Linked DNA regions of Ovis aries: region 1 is linked to region 2. A link is a contact called in public Hi-C data. All regions are on one chromosome and are shown on one strand. The core of a region is the stretch at or near the end of the contact, and the rest is flanking DNA. Distances in the headings are between cores, read along the strand shown.

Region 1 (2,700 bases), core at 9-2,508, 470 kb after region 2:
CCTTAATCCCGGTGCGAGGTGTCGGGAGCGGGCGTTACATCAGCCGCCACGTGTGGGCCTCTCAGCTGGTGTGGGGGCGGTGACCCCGCCCCCCGGCCCCTGCGGTGGAAAAGTACCGGGGCGCCCAGGTCCCCGCCCCCTTGCCCCGCCCCCGGGCCGGCTCGGGCCCCTCCCGGCCCTCCGGGAAAGCCCCCCTCCCTCCCGGCCCCAGCCTCGCGGTCTGCTCCCGTCGGCCGTTGTCTGCGGGGTGCGGGGCACCGGTTGGGGGTGGGCGCCCGGGGCTGCTAGGCCCCTACCCTTACCTGCGGCCGCTCAGGCCCGCCTTACTCACACCCGGAATGAAGGTTGGGATGGGGAGGGCGCGGATTCTTCCCGGGAGAGCAACCGCCCGAGAATACCGTGGCCGTAACCCCTTCCCAAAGCCGGGAGCCGCAGACAAGGGTCCGAGGGCACCGAGACTCCCTGGCACGGCTTCCCAGGACCTTTGGGCGCGCGGGAACCCGCACCCGACCGGCGAGTGGGCGAGCAGATAGGGAGGCAGGGCGGCTGGAGGGGCCAGATAGGCAGCCAGGCCGGCCGGCGGCCGGCGAGAAGATGGAGAGCAGGAGCCCGCATGCGGGGCGCAGACCCGGGTCGCCGATGCCCGGCGTCGGCAGGCCCCAGCGCGCAGACCCACTGGCGCCTCGTACAGACGCTCTGGTTCCGGAGCTGCCGGTACTTTCACGCGCCCGCCGCCCGGGACCAAACCGGCATCGGCACGCATCTCCCCCTCCTCCAGGAGCAGCCACCACCCCCCCACCCCGCCGCCGCCCGGCGCCGCCGTTCTGCCCGCTGCAGCTCCTTGGTGACAGCGGTGACACCCAGACGCACGCACCTACCCGACCTTTCCGGCGAGACAGACATCCCCACGCGTGCACCCACTCTCATCCACAGATGCCCGCATGCATGCGCGATCACACACACACACTCGCTCGCTCGCTCGCTCTCTCTCTCGCTCTTCCTGGGGCTCAGCCCCGTGGAGCCAACCAAACACCCAGACCGACGGCAGGATAGAGAGAGGCTCGGGCCGCAGCGCCCCCTTCCCATAGCCCCCTTACCATACTGCAGCCCCCGGCCCAGGCGAGCTGGGTCCGAGCCGCGGTGCGCCCAGGTGGCTTTCTTAAAGGGAAAGTTGCATCAGCCTCTTGAGGCTATGTGCCGCCGCAAGTCTGCCCGCCCCGCGGAGCTGCTCGTCGCTCCTCCTGAGCTTGTTGTGTTTTGGTTTCGGGGAGGCGGGGGCCAAGAGTTTGGTGAAAGTTTGGAGAGTGAAGAAGGCTTGGGAGACCTAGCCAAGTCCCTCCCCTCTCGGAGCAGCTCCCCTGGCCGCCCTGCCCACCCACGCCACCCCCCCACCCCATTCTCATCCCCACCCCCCGGCCAACTTCTCAGGCTCCTCCTCCCAGGGAATAAAATTACAAGTTGCTCCAAGCTTTCCGACGATTGAACCCCACGAACCCCTGGGAGTGGGCTCCGAAAAGGAGCCCCCTGCTCCGCCCCATCCTCGCTGCCCTCCAGCTGGGGCCCTTGGAGGAAGTAGATGTCGTCCCCTTCGGCTAGGCTGGAAAGAAGCCAGAAAGGCCTGGGGCACTTGGGGGACTGGGGCTGGAGTTAGCCTGCCAGGCCCCCGGCCTTCTGCGCCTGCGTTCCCCCTAGAGAGAAGTCTGAGCAAATTCCATCCCCTTTAGAGCGGTGCCGCTGGGGACTGTGGGCACAGCTGGGTAAGGCCTGGGTCCTCCTCCTTGGGACTGGAGGGCTTGGGGGTCCTTTCTCCACGGACCTGCTCACTGGTTTGGTCAAACCTACACTGGCTCGGGTTCTATCCTTGTGTTGGGAAGGTCCCCTGGAAGAGGGCACGGCAATCAACTGTAGTAGTCTTGCCTAGAGAATCCCATGGACAGAGGAGCCTGGTGGGCTACAGTCTATAGGGTTGCAAAGAGTTGGACACTACTGAAAGGACTTAGCACGCACAGGGGTGGTTGTATTATAAGGGCTGCTGACACCAACCTGGGCCCTCTGTTCTCGCCCTGGGGAGACTTTGGAGGTTCCAATCCTAGCTATAGGAGACTTTGCCAAAGGGAGCTTTGCTGTGCCTCAGTTTCCTGTCCTGCAAAATAAATGAAACACCTTGCTCCAGGCTGCCTCTGAGCAGCAGAGCTTGGCAGTTGGTGGAAAGGGGCTCCCACATTTGCTTGTCTTGAGGCCGCCAGCTTTCGAGGAGAAGGGCCAGTTAGTACCGGCCGTCAGGGGACTGTTGTCGCCCCAGCATATGCTCAGGAAGGGACCAGTCTCTTCTCTGCACCCTGAGTCTGTCCTCACTCTTGTCTGCCCAGGAAACCAGTTTCTTTGTTCCCTGGGGATAGTCAGCCTCCAAAAAGCTGATTCGCACATGCCAAACTCAAATAAGATCAGTTGACAAGTGAGATTCCACTTTATTTACAGAGGCTCTGAGCAAGATAGCAGGTATCAGGCACTGACACTTCCTGCCAAGGAACGCCAATCCGTTCCACCAGGCTTCTCCGGGCCCCAACCACTCAGAACTTATAACTTATTCACATTAGAGGCTTGGTTAGAACCGGGACGATTTGGAGACATTACTCTCATCAGCAAGAGTATTTTCATTTTTACTTTGTCCCCAGCCTTGCAGGTTTGTGATTTGTATTT
Region 2 (2,700 bases), core at 26-2,525:
CAGAGACCCCACAGATCAGAGAACCCATAGGGGTCCTCATCTGACATAGGCAGTCGAGGTAGGCTCCCCATGTTTCATGAGGGTGGCAGTTTCATGAGGAGAGGGCTGATGTGATATGGACTGCACGGTAGGTCTGAGATCAGAGGCTTTGGTGCCAAGGTGTGGCTCTTGGTTTGGAGCTCACCAAGTTCCTATGAGTTAGAACCTCTAGTAAATCTGTTGGTAAGTTATTGGTTTAGCCAGAGATTTATAGGGTCAGCATTTAAGTTTGATATGAGGAGTCAGAAATTCAATACTGAGGTTTATATCAGGCTTGGAGGACACTATCAAGTGCTGAACTAAGGGCCAATTCAGGACCTGACTCAGGTCCACAGTTGGCATTGCTGATTTTGGGGTGCTGGCCAGCCTCAGGCTGGGGTTGATATAGGGTCAGAAGAGTAGAGAGTGAGTATGGGGCTGCAGTGGATTTGTGTGGAGCTTCTACAAGGCCAGTCTCATAAATCTTAGGTTCCAAGATTACCACTAGAGGTGAGTCAAGTTAGGGTCTTAAATGGGCCCTCAAATGGACAAGGTCTGAGGTCAGTATTTGTATTAGGGTCCTTTTCCAGGGACTCAATCCTAGTTCACAAAGTGTGTTGGTATTGACCTGGGTCTGGGACTGCAGTATTAGAGTTTTATGGAAAGGCTTGGGGTTCACAAAAAAGTGCTGGGTAGCTACCATAGCAAAGTAGCTATCGTATTTTAAGGTTCACACAGGGACTGGGGCTCAGCATTGGTACTGGGGTCCATTTAAGGACCAGGGTTGATGCTGGGGTCACGATCAAAGAAGAGGTGATAAAGGGATTTTAGCCTAAGAATTGGAATTTCAGTTTAATAAAGGGGTTCAGATTAAAATTACTACTCGAGCCAACTTCACGGCAGATTTGGGGGTTTGGACTTACTGTTGAGTTGGGGTGGGTCTGGGCTCAATAGCAGGTTCAGATCTCTACGGAGAGAAAATGGGGTCCTAGAGTAATATCAGGTTCACATTTGGATTGGAAGCCTCTAGTAGGATCCGGACTTCGTATGGAAGTTTGGGTCTGCCCATGCTTATTATGGGGGTTCCGGTTCTGTACTGGGGTCCGGGTCGGTTTACACGCGGGGTTGGGTTGCGGCCTCGGGCCTACGCGGCTCAGCAGCTCTACGAGCGAGAGTGCACGAGGGGAGGGGCGGCGCCGGGGACGCGCACGGCAGGGGCAGGGGCGCGGGCGTGGGCGCGGGCACGCGGCTGGAGCTGGCGCGGGAGCGGCGGAATCGGTGGCGGCGGCGGCAGAGGCGGCGGCTCCAGCTCCGGCTCCGGCTCCAGCTCGGGTGGCGGTGGCGGGAGTGGGATCCGGTGGCGGCGGCGGCGGCGGCAGAAGAGGAGCGGGAGCAGCGGCCCCAGAGGCTTGGGGGGACATGCGGACCGACGGCCCCTGGATAGGCGGTGAGTGACCCCCGGGCCCCCTTCCAGTTCCCTCCGCATCGGTCCCTTCTCCACTCCCCCGCCCTCTCCCCGCGTTCGCAGAGCGGAGCTGGGGGCGGTCCCGGGGGGCTGGGGGCGCCGCTTAGGCCGGGCCGCGCCCCCACCTGCCGCGCCCGCCGCCTCGGCTAAGCGCCCCCACCAAGCCCGGCGGCTCCTCCCCGCGTTACCCCGCGGCAGACGGACCCCCCCCCCCCATCGCCCTGCCGCCGGCTGGCTAGCTCCTTGCCGCCCCTCGGCGCCTTCCCCTTTCTCCGCCTCGCCCCCTCCCTCCCGCCGCACCTGAGCCGCAGCCCGCGCCGCCCCCCTCCCCCCCGCCCAGCGCAAAGTTTCCCTTTTGCGTTGGGGCTCCCCCTCCTGGGTCCCACCTCGTCTGCCCCCACCACCGGCGCGGACACGCTCCGGGGGCGGCCCTCAGCCTCCCACCGCCTCCCCAGCTCCGGGCGGGTCCAGGCCGCGCCCCCGCCCCCGCCGCACAGGCGCCCCCTCCCAGCCGGCGGGGGATCCGCAGCCGCCGCGCCCCCGTCTTGCTCGCGGCCCGGGCGCACGTGCCGTCCCGGGGTGCGCGGGGCGCGAGTTTGGAAACCCCCACCTCCCCAGCCCCCGCACCCAAGTCGCCGGCGCCGGCTGGGGAGGCGCTGGGCCGGGCTGTACCCGCCCCTCCCCGGGTGCAGTGACCCAAAGGCCCTGGGACGACCTGTCCCGTGAGGACGTGTCCACTCGGACCCGCTCCGGAAAGTTCACTCAGTCGCCGCCCGGCGTCCCGTCCCGTGTTGGTGTGCCCCGGTCCTCATCGCTGTGCCCACGATCCTGTCTCGGCTTATTTCTCCTTTTCCCTCCGTGTTTCCGTCTCTCTACGCCCTTCAAAGCCTCTGTATCTCTGTCTCCCCGTGTCGCGGCCTCCCACTTTCAACCCACTCCACCCCCCAAGCAATCCCGGGGTCTCTCTGCTGTCTGCGACTCCCTCCGGGTCTCCCCTGCTCTCTCGCTGGCTCTCTGTGCTCTTTCTCCCGGCTCTCTGTGCTCCTTGCCGGGTCTCTGTGTTCCTTCTCTTGGGTCTCTCTGTGCTCTTCCCGGCTTTCTGCTCTCTCCTCCCAGGTCTCTCTGCTCCCTCCCCCATCTCTGGGTCTCCCTTCCCGGGTCTCTGTCGGGTCTCTTGGTGTCTCTGTCTCCCACGGACTGGAATCTCTGCTGCCCCT

Evidence for each region. Hi-C and Micro-C count contacts between places; a contact is called where the count stands out from the background.
Region 1: a contact with region 2 is called in a Hi-C map of hypothalamus, with 2.2 times the contacts expected there. The contact joins the promoter of SLC6A9 here to the promoter of PTPRF in region 2. A contact is called at or near these places in 3 of 16 Hi-C or Micro-C datasets (hypothalamus, muscle and tail adipose tissue).

What each region holds. Positions count from the first base shown.
Region 1 is chr1:18,664,783-18,667,482 of ARS-UI_Ramb_v3.0, forward strand. It overlaps SLC6A9 (solute carrier family 6 member 9), which reads right to left and starts at 1,259. Exons shown (of 16, transcript XM_042239747.1): 1 at 1,098-1,259. It overlaps LOC121817808 (a long non-coding RNA gene), which reads left to right and starts at 2,569. Exons shown (of 3, transcript XR_006057856.2): 1 at 2,569-2,683.
Region 2 is chr1:18,193,542-18,196,241 of ARS-UI_Ramb_v3.0, forward strand. It overlaps PTPRF (protein tyrosine phosphatase receptor type F), which reads left to right and starts at 1,276. Exons shown (of 34, transcript XM_042247044.1): 1 at 1,276-1,465.